Regions from separate parts of the Drosophila melanogaster genome. Here region 2 is linked to region 1. The links are chromatin contacts, called in public HiChIP or PLAC-seq maps. All regions are on one chromosome and are shown on one strand. Each heading gives the region's core, a stretch centred on a gene start, on an enhancer-like site or on the middle of the called end of the contact. The rest is flanking DNA. Distances are from core to core; before and after follow the strand shown.

Region 1 (6,130 bases), core at 2,327-4,826:
TTCTTTTTCGGTATCATTTGAAAAGAATTGTTATTTGTGAAGCTTTTACGGCTTCGCATTTTGGACTGTCGACAAGTTGACAAATGGCAAACCGGTTTGGCTTTTGGCCAAGCTCTAACTCCCATGCCCATCCGCTCCCATCCATCCCTCTCTCCCCAAAAGCAACTAACACTTATTTGGAACGAAGTAAATATATAAATAAATGTATAAATACTCGTTAGCAAATCAAAATGCATACGAAATTTCAACAAATATCCAAACGGGCGAAGAAAGCGCGTAGGCGAGCCGGCATCGAATCGGGAATTATATTGGGAATTGCGATTGAAAACGGGAATCGCAGCGAGGGCTAGACTCTAAGTGCGAGCATCAATTGGCTAATCAATTTGCCCAAAAGTGAATTGAACAAATTAAGCTGATTGCCAGTCGAATGCGACGAATGCGGGCCTCGCTGGTTACCACCCTTCATCCGACGATTACACGCCGGCATTTTCAGTTGCGTTCGGTTGGCTTGGGGCTACTGCGCATAGAACAACTACCTGATAGTTTCATGTACTTGGGAACAACTGGGAACAGTGCACCTGTGGAGCTGTCTGAACATCCTTATAGCAGCGTATGGAAGGGGGAATGGTCCACCTAGATTCCACCGGGTTCCATGGGGGCTTACTTGTTGATGCCATTCCCACACCTCCGTCCCTCATCAGTGCATGTTTGCTATATAGCATATATGTACATACATATAGTATTGGTCAAATCTGATGAAATGTTTACATTTGCCGCTTGCATTGCGCACTGCCAAACGAGGGGGACTCGAGGGGGTTCTCGTATTTGTATTTGCTTGCGGTGACAATTTTCATTGCTTTGGGAGCACACATGTGCTTGCATTCATACGTTTTTGTGGAAATTATTCACGAAAACGCCTGACAGTTTTGTGTCGCTCGCCGCAACTTTTGACAGCTACCTCCGCTCGCATCGAATGGATTTTGTATTCGTATTCGGGGATGGCAGCGACTGACTTGACTAGCTGAAAATTGGGATTGGGATGGCATGGATGGTACATATGTATATGCTATATGGTTGGCTGCTCGGCGGCTCCGTTTCGTTGGCTGGCAAGGCCATAAACTAAGCCCAACTCCCAGACTTCCAGCTTCAGTCCGGGGTTCATTAATGCGCACTATGTGCTTAAAACGCCATTTGGGCGTTAGCCGACTGTCTTTCCAGCTGTCTCTCTTTTGTGAACAGAAGTGGATCTCAGACACTCGGAAAAATGGCTCAAGGGCCAGAAGAAAACTGTGCATTCTTTTAGCTCTAAATGTGTTTAATTAAAAAACAAAATGCCTAATAACTTATTTCATCATTGTATGAAGTGAATACAAGATGAATACAATTAACAATAATAATACAAGGCCCATTGATTTTTTTTCAGTGATCACACATGTCCCAAACATCTTGGTTCTGTTTTTCTTTCATTTTTTTTTTCTTTTTTGGAACATTAGACCCCTCCCAGCCAGTTCCTCCTCCCCCTTTGACAGTTACTGTATCTACTGCGTCTTCGACTGTCGGCTGTTGTAGCGAACTGCCAACAATGGGCATCATTCATCGCTCATTCACTGGCACTCGCTCCGTGGCTCTGTGACTCTGTGGCACAGAGCGTGCACATTGTACGCACTGTACATGGGGCAGTCCTTTGGCACAACCCCCCATATCCAACGAGGGGGTTGCCCCAGACTGGGGTGTGGCATATTCCGCAATTCTATGGCATAAATTTGCTGGCGATAAAATGCGCAACTGGCAACACGATTTGGGATAAGTCCTTCGGATTGCGAGGCCAGAATTCCAAAGGGGTGGCGACTAGTCCGCCAGTACACCACTTGGCAGGGTGGGGCAGTAATGGCCGGGGTTGAACATAAAAAAAAACATTTATTAATGAATGCATCATGCAAGGGAGGGCGGCAAAATATTTCGCCAAATTGTCCATAAATCCAATTGGCGATGGCTGTATCTGTATCTATAGCATTTGGCTATCTGCGACTGCCTGTGCACGTGTGCGAATCTGTGTGCGCCTGCAGCACAGCAGCTGATTAATAAAAGCCAGCGAACGGATGAAAGAGGGAAAACACCTGTTAGCCCCAGTGCCTGTGTGCCTTCTTCGGTGAAATTGCTTGCACATTTTGTATTTAGCATTTGGATATTTGATTGAATATGTTTCACACTTTACCCACGCCTTATCTGGTCTACTAAAATGGGAAATAAAAACTCATGTCTGTGCTATCTATCATTCATTACAAACTAACATCTTCGGAGTTCAATCAATGAGTTGTCTTTTAGTGTGGTTATTAAGAAATGAATGATTCTACGCGCAACGAATACCTCGCTCGTATTTACTTTCATTATCAATAGAGCCAATGAATCGGTGAAATGCGAAATCCAAAACGATATGTGGGTACTTGAGTTGAGTATTCCCGACGAATGTATTCAGGTTCGTGGGGATTTCAATGGGTGTTACGTCTTCGCGAACTCCACCCTGACCAGCAAGGGACCTTTGGTCACTGTTCCCTCAATCGGGGAAACTTTTCTAGTCACGAGAGATGGCAATATCGTTTGGGGGATCGAAGACCTTGTTTGCTTGCGGTCAGTTTGCGATAGTGTGCGCAAATGTGTGAGGAAAGTCACGTACTTGGGGCAGGGTCGAGGTGGATAATTTAGGGTTCAGTGTCTCACCTGCTGGAAAATCTCTCTCTCGCTCCAAGAGCAGTTCTGCCCATCTGATTGTCGCTGGTGCGTTTCGTTGGCCTTTCGGCAGGCGGACACCTGTTTGGGCCTCCCTTGCTATCAGTTTTGAATGGGGTCTTTGCGAAAAGGGTGGGGGGACTTGTAACACTTGGTTTTGTACCACTAAAGCGTGATGCTTTTGCAAGGCATTTTGGTAGTTGTTGTTGTTGTTGTCGTTTAAAGCACTTAATGGGTTCAACACTTCAAAAAAATATTATTAAATCTCTTAGATTTTAAGGCGATATTAATTATATGTATTACTATGTACGTTTTTCTTCAATATCGCATTTAACACTTGCGTATCGCGGATTTTTTTTGGGGGGCTTAGTTTGTATTTTTAAGGGGGATTTTGTATTTTCGATTTGTGTTTTTGGTTTGTGTATTTCAGTTTTTAGTTTCCGCTGCGCATTTGTAGCGATTCAGAGTTGCTCACACGATGAATCCAACACGTTGAATAAAAGTTCGAGCGACGTTCAAATTCGCTTAAAGCCAATAAGTCAGCCAGCGGCAGCGACGTCGGCAGAGGAGCGACTGCGCCACAGTGCGATTCTAACGGCGCGAGAACGAAGAAACGGATGGCAACTGAAACGGCCAAAGGCGCGGCCGACCGACCGACCGTCGATGTGCTGTGCTTGTGCTTGTTGTTTGTGTTCTAAGTCGGAGCCGCCATAAAATCTAATAAGAACGGCAGTGCCAGTGTCAGTGGATGTGGATGTGGCTGTGCCTGTGAAACGGGGTGGAGCGGAAAAGGGTGGGTTGGTGGAGCGTCGGCTCGCTGTGGCGGCGTTGCGTTCGAGTCCGGTTGACGCGAAGCACTGCCAACCGACCGACGCGCCGTTTTGACGGCCCGACGGACCGGCGGAACGATTGGCAACGGGCTGCGGCAAACAAATAAACAAACGCACCACAAACATTGCCCAGGGGCGTTGTTACATCCACATGGTGAATGCTCAAGGGGGTATGGCCACGATATAAACTGATATATGTACACATTGCAACTACGATGAAATATTACTCAACAATTATACAGTTAAGATGAGTTATCCCTTACATCTGCAAGATACATTTGGATTGGACACCGACATCCGCCCAGCGTTCATAGATTCCACAGCAAGTGTACTAAATGTAAAACCCCTCATTATCGGACGCAACTGACTTTTGGAAGTGGAAACGGAACAGTAGCGTAGATATCCGAAAATTGAACGCGTATGTGTGCGAGTGCGAGTGTTTGGCTGCTCTACACTAGTCGGCTTTTGTCTGGAAGCAGAGCCGAAAGCAAAAGCCACAAAGCTTCGGCCAAGAAGGCAGAAGAATTTGGGTAGGTGGGGAAATTTGCGAAGCAACGACTACTTATCAAATGGTACATTTTGCCTTTGAGCCGGCGCATTGAGCAGGGAATCTTGTGACCGACCAGCCACTAAACACTAACCACCTCCCACGCCACCCATTTCACTGTCACTTGCGGAACGTTTGGAATCGGAATCGCTGTGCACACTCATGCACACTAGCATTTCAAATGCAGCGACGTCGACAGCGGCGCCGTGACCTTGAAAATGCTTATGTTCAGTCCTTCGCTCACTCTCTTTGGAGCTTAGAAGGCATGCGCAACCGACTGAGTTGCACGATCTGAAAACTGAGCTTGGCTTACACGATCGAAATAAATTTAAGGAGGCCTATAGCCACACATTTGTTAACATACTCGTATGTAATTGTTGCATAAAAGTCCACAGCTCATGGACTGTGATAAGGAAGCCACCGTTATCCGTTATCGGCTATCGGTTATCAGCTAACGGTGCATGAAAAGGTGGCAAAAGACAGACGTGACTAGCTCAACTTGGCCAAAAGGAAGAAGTGGAAGGGGTTGCAAGAAGGTGTAAGGCCATTTCTTAATATCCAATCGCCTTTGCAATGGAAATGTCCGATTGAGATTTAAGCACCGGCAAAAAACGCCGGCTACAATAGCACACGAAAACAATAACAAATGCTCAAGCTGCTGGCGAGAGAGAGAGAGAGAGAGGAAAAGAGAGAGTCCGATGGTGAGAGAGAGGGCACTGCCAACCGGCTGTGTTTATGTTTCATGTCATTCCGTTCCGTTCCTCACTCACTTTGTTTGTCCCACTCACGTTTCCACGCGACCGCCGAAAGAGCGGCGAAAAGCGAAAGCTTCGTGGCGCTTCGTGTGGACTCGTCCGCCTTCGGCCCCCTGAATGTACAGTGTGTTCTAAAAATAGAGCCTGACTCGCATCATACGCGGACCCCATTCGCCGACGATCTCGTCACCTGCTCGCCGATTGGCCAGCGGGCTCCAATAAAGCCAAAAGCAACAATAGCAAAAGCAATAGCAATAGCCACAACAGCTTTGAGAAAATACGAGTGTTGGAAGCAACACAGAAAAGTTCTATCTCGCCGTCGTCGCTGTTGGCATCTAATAGCGAATTTATAAAGGAATAAAATGAGCATTAAAAAGTGCCAAACGGCGCGGGCGAGCACATGGACGTCGGGTTGGTATTGCGGGGGTACTGGCAGGCATTGGGGTTCGGGCTCGCAACGGTGGTGCGGTGGCATATGGAAATTGATGCAGCATCTGCGCCGTCCGAAGCGTGCCAAAAATTGCCCCAATGAAAGTGCCTGGCGGAGCACAGTGGAGTTCGATCCAATAGGACTCTCTTTCGTGACCGAGCAAAACTAGGCATTAATAGCTTGTCCTTGAAATTTCCATAAAAGCGAACACATTCATAAATTTTACATTTGTTTCTACCAAGCCCATCCACACTGCTGCTAGTCACTTGCGCGCCATAGTACCCACCGGCCTCCGAGTGGACCGCACTTGTATGTACGTCCATACATATACATGCATATGTAGCTTTCCCACACCGAGTGGGCACAGCGAAGATTACAAGCGACGTTTCTGTGGCCGCTGTGCGCCTGTTCGCACCTCGCAACTGCAGTGGGAGAAGCTCAGCCATGTGCGTGTGTGGGTGTGCAGTCGGGCTTGGGGTTGGGGTTAGGTTCCCCGCTCATCCAACTCTCCCTGGACGACAATTTGAGTTGTCAGTTGTTGCTGCACTCGCATTTACAGCCAAAGCTTTGCCTTAATGAATTACTGAATTGTGTTATGTAAGGGAACAAGGAACGGGCCTTCTCGGGGAATCGACCCGGGTAACACCCAGTACATCCTCCGATAGGTCCAGTGAATCCCTTTCTGGGGTTCGTGTAGAGCAGAGGTTAATCACTTCCAGCGACTATTTCTGTGCGCTCTCTTCATTTGTATATATGTATGTACAAATGTAAATGCAAAATAGAATTAATCATTGCACACTAACAAAACCCATAAAAAATCAACTTAACAGCAATTAAGAGT
Region 2 (6,130 bases), core at 1,839-4,338, 810 kb after region 1:
GTCGGTGCTGCGCCAGAACCGACTAGCCTTGTGGTTCGGACTGGTGTCCTGCCTGGGCATTAGCTTCGTGGGCAACTTTCAGGAGACGAACGTGCGGATTGTCCACTTCATCGGAGCCTTCTGCTGCTTCGGCTGCGGCACCTTGTACTTTTGGATGCAGGCGCTCATCTCGTATCTGATCTTCCCCATGTCGGGTACCCGCATTAACGCTCACTTGCGGCTGGGCATGTCCGTTGTCTGCACGATCCTGTTCATCCTGCTGGCGGTCACCGGCGTGATGTCGCACATCCTCTTCAAAGGACAGAATCCTCGAAAGTGGTGAGTCTGCAGACTGTCTTTTCTATCAGGGAGATACTTACGATTGACCTCTCGACTCGTCATTTTAGGTATCCCTCGGACGGCGGCTGGTACTTCCACGTGGTCAGCTCTATTTCAGAGTGGGTCATCGCCACCGTCTTCAGCTTCTTTATCCTCTCCTTCACGAATGAGTTCCGCGACGTGTCGCTGTCGCATCCCCAGATTGCCCTGATGTCCTATTCGACCACCATCTAGAGCTTACCTTCATAGATCAGAAGATCAGATAGTAGAGATCAGCGTCTGAAGTAGGCAGCGGTTCCTTCACCTTCAACATTTTAAGTACAATCTAAGGTGGCAAGAGCACGGGCCTCGAGGACGATGTGCTGAGCGGCTGATGTGCACTGCGGCCTCTCGCCTGCCTTTCCTCTCTTTCCGGTGCTCTTTCTCTGTCGGATTGCTGTGATATGTGCAAAGTGTTTCCCAAAGACTGGGATCGGGTAGTTCGAAGTGACAGAATGCTTTTTGATTGAAGAGTTACATTTATTGTTTACCCGCGTTCGTTTTTTCAATACACATTAGCATTACTAAATCGGTAGAAATAATCTGTAAATTTGTAAAATAAAGAGCAATTAAATATAAGGGAGTGTTTGTCTCGCTTGTCTATCAATCACTAGCGCTTGCGATCCCTGGAGCGATCGCCATCCCGATGCTTGTGCCCCCCTCGGCTGCCGTGGTTCCCGTTGCCTCCACCGCCGCCACCACCTCCTCCTCCGCTTCTTCCGTCTCCACCACCACCGCTGTTCCGACGCGACGAGGAGGAGGAGTACCGACTGTGCTTGCCGGAATTGGAGACGGAGTTGCGATACTTGTCGCCATCACCTAGATTATTGCTACTGCCTGGGTTTCCAGACCGATCTTTCTTGGAGTAGTATTCAGAGCGTTCTCGCGAGGATTTCCTGAAAGGAATAAGTGCTAATAAGTCCACCCAGTTCCTAAACCGTTAGAGTACATACGACTTCCTGTGCTTGCTGTGCGGCGAATTGGAGCGCGTGGGCGACCTCGAGTAGTGACGTGACTTTTTCTTATGCTTCGGCGGCGAACGGGAGCGCGAGCGGGAGGATCGACTGCGGTGGGTCTTCTTAGTGCGCTCGCGACTAGGCGACCTGGACCTGGGTGATCGGGAGCGAGGTGTCCGCGAATGGGTGCGCGTCCTGGATCGCGAGCGTGACCTCGAATCCTTTTGCGGCGACTTTTCCGATGGCAAGGGCAGTGGGATAGCACGCTGGATGAAGCCACCCCACGCATTGTGCGAGCCATTGTTCCGATCCACGGTGATTACAGCCGGCGGTGTGTTTGCCTCCTTCGTTTTGTTGCGCGCATCAATGTACCGCTTTTTCAGCTCGTCCACGGCCGCCTCCAGTTTCTCCACCACCGGCTTGGAACGCATGTACAGCTCCATCACACGGTAGCAGATATCCGTAATGTCCGCCATGGGCACCCGAAAAATGCCGAACCACGGCGGGCTGTTGGGCAGAGGTATGTTGAGCTTGCGGGCACTCAGGTAGATGCAGGCGCATGCAATCGCCTCTGGTGTGTAGCGCATAAAAACGTCCGTCCTCAGCGAGTCATTCATGAAGTTCCAGGAGAGCTGCATCAGCTTCTCGTGCTTCTCGTACTGAAGCACCTGCAGATACATCACGATCAGCTTGTGCGGATGCTTCACGTGTACACAGAAGCCCAGTTCCTTGAGGACGCGCCGCTCGGCCTTGATCACCTGCATCTTGAGGTTCGTGTAGTAAGGATCTAGCACCATGGGCGAGATTTCCCTACGGAACAATATAAGCAATAAGTGTTTATTGGGTGTTAGATGCTTGGATTGTCAGGAGAAGCACTTACTTTTGGGCCCGCACTTGCTTGATGTGATGGAACACATTGATCACGTCTCTAATGCGGCGCGGCGCCTCCTCGATCTTGGACGCCAGGCACACGCAGCTCATGGCCACAGTCTCCATGTTGTGCCGCACAAAGCTCTTCGAGTAGAAGAAGCGCTGGAACAGCACCTGGCCGGTGGCCATGGCAACCTGCGGCAAGCGCAGCAAAATTCCGGCTGTCTGAATAAGCTCGCAGCCCAGTATGCGCAGGTCCTTCTCCGTCTCATGGTCCAGTCCATCCTGGCTGGATGGCGTCACATCGATTTTGCCCTCCGGAATGAGGCTGTTCTCCAGCGTCAGCACGATGCGGTTAAAGAGCCGAGGATAGATAGGCTTGTTGGCGTCCGCCTGAGCCGCTGCCACGCCCCCTGCATCGCCGCCAGCTGCATCCGCCCCCGGGGCCGCTCCACTGCTGCTGTTGTTGTTCGAAATGTTGACGCTGTTCGAATGGAACGAAGTCACCGTGGTCAGGACATTGGTGATCGTCTCCACCGTCAGCGCTGTCACCGTCGTGTGGACCACAGTCGAGCCGGCCCCACGGGTGGCCATTCGTGCGCGGTTAACCCAGGAAAGCGTTTATTTAAGTGTTTTAATTTTTTAATTTTCCCTTTTTTTTTGTAAATTTAGCCGATAACAGGCGTGCTTTTATACTAAATCGTTATCGTCGGCCCTGCCACCGAATTGATGTCAATAATTTCCTAAATTATACCACAAGCGTTTAGAAATCCCATATGGTTTGTGTCTAAATAAGGGGTGGTGGGTGCATCGACTACACCAGCGTTGCCATATTTTGTAACAGACAAATGTACTAAATATCACCTAAAACGGTATTTGGTGGTCTTCCGTTTATGGTCACACCACTCTCAGTCGAAATTAGTTGTGAAGGTAAGCGGTTCGCTGGCTGGTCGCAGAAACGCAAATTGTAGAAAGAAAACATTATAATCAGCCGCGTCTAAGTGCAAGTGTGATTTATTTCTTTTTTGTTTGGTGTTTAGTGTGCTCGTGAGCAGATCAGTGGATCAAACAAACAGCCAGAAAATCGAGCGCTGGGCAAGCGGAATAAATCCAATTGGAATTGTCCGAACCGCAGTTTTACGGAGTCGAGTGTTCCGTGTTTCGTATTCCGGGGCATTTTCCCCGCCGAAAGCCCCGCTCAACCCCCCAAGCAAACAGCCGAATTAGGGGTTGCAAAGTTTTTGCAGCCAGCCCGGAAAAGTCAGAGGAACTTGTTTTCTAAGGGAAGAAAAGGGAAGCACGCAAGCGACGACTGCCCCCAAAGACCAAACGGAATCGGAGTCTGAATCGGAATCGGAAGGGGACTCCGCCGAATCCTTGAGAGAATCTTTTGCGCGTGCCATGCGTGACCTCGGCACCAAAATGGCCGAGCTAAAATTCGAGGCTCCATTGGCAAAGTTCGAGGAAACGGACGAGTGGGGCGGCTGCGACTTCATCTCGAGTCAGAATGCCATAAACGACACGCTCAACCTGAATCTGAAGGACTCCTCCGCCGGCGGCAAGCCGGATGCCACCAAGCTGCGGCTCCTAGAGGATGCTGTACGCGATGCGCACGTGAGCAAGAACGGAGGAGGAGTAGTGGGAGGAGGAGCTGGCTCCATTAGCCCCAATTGCAACACGCTCCAGGGTGGGTCGCTTATTGAAATCGGCCTGTCCGATGTGGGATTGGTGCCGGGCGAGGGAGCCGGCGTTGGTCTGGACGGTCTGGAGAAGCGCTCCCTGGCCGTCGGCGACCATGTGGACAACTTCACGGAGACCTTCGGCGGAAGTCTGGAGGATCTGGTCAATACGTTCGACGAAAAGATAACCAAGTGTTTCGGCAACTACGAAGAGAACGTCGAGGAGCTGGCTCCGGTGCAGGTGCGCAGCCAGGAGGAGATCATGAACGAATGCCAGTAAGTAAACCAACATTCCTTTAAGTTAAGGGTTTGATTTTTGTAAATAAGTAATGGGAGACTGCTTTCCCGTATTACCAGATTAAAAGTTGGCAAATTTTAATTTGAAACGAGGCATTGGGTTATTTTTTTTCCAAATGTCTGATGTCATGCTATAACCACTTATAGATTGGGAACATTGGGGGTGGCTTTTGGTAGAGCTACATCATGTAACCCCAACAGTCCATGGAAGTGCCGTAGTAAGGATGCCGCATGATACAATCCAATCCTATAGTTATGTAAACTGCATTTTGCAATGTTTTGCGTTTTAGTGCTGTTTTCTGCTTTCGTGTCTATTGCGACGCTGGGGGTGTTGAGTGCGCATGCTCCGAGCTCGGACCGCTACCCCGTAACCCCTGACCCCTGATCCCACCCCGCTCCGCTACGCTCCCTGGCTGTCTGTTCCAGCCCAGGCGCCACATAACGACGTAATCCTGCCCGAACCGCCCGAGGGGTGGGTGATGGGTGGTTGGTGACGGTTGGCTAGTGCTTTTTTGTTGGATCGATAAAAGTGCCAGGAGTTTTCGCTGCTCGATGTTTTCATGTGGGTTGTCGAAGACTGTTGCGCTTTGCCTCGGATGCAACTGGGCGCCCAATGTCGCTGGCAGTGGTACCACCGCCGTGGTTTATCCCATTGTAACGCTGATCCACTTATGTCAAGGAAGCGGCAATCATAGAAAGTGGGGGCAATAAATCATATTACGTCCATTCGCCAGATAAACACTTCACAGAGCATTTGCCAGGGAGGCGGGAAGGGGTTTCGGGTGGACTTGACTATGGCTATGGATACGAAAGTAGAGGGTGGTGAAGGGGCTGGCTTCAGAGATTCGACTCCGACGTGGAATGCAAGTCCAACGAGAAGGGAAAACAATAATACTGTATAGATGTGTTTCCCTCTCTTTCCCTCTCGGCTGACATCAGCCATAAATTTGATAATCGCGTGCACACCAGCGCACTATGGGAAATGTACCCCCTTTTTTTTTTGCCTAAACCCATTTTATGAAAGTCGTTCGATTAAGATAATATTAAATGCATGCATTTATAATTGACTAATGTTTAGTTCTGCATAACAGAAATAAGTATAGATGGCGACACAACAAAGAAATCAGCTGTTGCACGCACAAAAAAAGGTCTGCAACGACAAGCTTTTCCATCGATATAAATATTTTAATATCTTTTAAACCAAAGCGTTTTTTTTTATTCTGCAAAATTAGTTGTATTCAGTGTGGCTTGTATTATGTGTTTGTGACTGCCAAACTACCAAAAAAAAATCGTGTTGTCCCTTTAATACCGGAAAAATATAAGTCGTCTTACTAAAATATTTTTGTGAGAAAGTCATAAGTCAAAGTCATAAAGTCATAAAAGATATGTGCTAGTATAACCCTATGCAAAGAAAATCATCTTAATATCTCTCCCCGTTCTGGATTTATTAATTTGGGCCAGAAAAATGATCGAGCTGCCCATAGTGCCGCGGTCCATGTGTGTGTGTGTGCTTACGAGTGCGAATACTCACTCACATCCTGTGCAAATAAATAAACACACAGTGGGCAATCGCTAAGCTGCACCCTGCACACATGATCTATGATCTATTGTTTTGAATTTTGAAAGATTGTGTAAATCTATAGCTAGATATATGTATGTACTTGTTAGACAGCTCAATGAGGATGAGATTTTGTTATCATTGCTTGTACCGCCAGTACTCACTGTATTTCAATATGTGTGGCCGCATGCGTGTTCAAAATATTTTGACGAATTTAGATACAGTGATTGAAATTCCATATCTTGCACTGACGAAATAAATAATCACACATACTACTTGCACTTGCTTGTGTGTGTTTATATATGCTCTTGTCACTGATCTACAATTCCTATTGAAGCCGTATGTAGATGCTGGGAACCCACCTCTGTCTCCTGGAAGCCTGGAAGGCTGAAAGCCTGTACAGATAAAGAAAC

What was found. HiChIP or PLAC-seq counts read pairs in DNA pulled down with a chosen protein or histone mark.
Region 2: a contact with region 1 is called in an H3K27ac HiChIP or PLAC-seq map of the Kc167 cell line, with 3 times the contacts expected there. The contact joins the promoter of Unc-76 here to the promoter of Atf3 in region 1.

What each region holds. Positions count from the first base shown.
Region 1 is chrX:1,271,708-1,277,837 of dm6, forward strand. Atf3 (Activating transcription factor 3) reads right to left here and starts at 3,577. Exons shown (of 5, transcript NM_138988.4): 1 at 2,719-3,577.
Region 2 is chrX:2,077,522-2,083,651 of dm6, forward strand. Unc-76 (Uncoordinated 76) reads left to right here and starts at 3,089. Exons shown (of 5, transcript NM_001272243.1): 1 at 3,089-4,138. The coding sequence starts at 3,585. CG16903 reads right to left here and starts at 2,884. Exons shown (of 3, transcript NM_130624.3): 1 at 2,194-2,884; 2 at 1,311-2,123; 3 at 822-1,253. The coding sequence starts at 2,777. The coding sequence ends at 968. CG4025 reads left to right here. Exons shown (of 4, transcript NM_130623.3): 3 at 1-318; 4 at 387-934. The coding sequence ends at 552.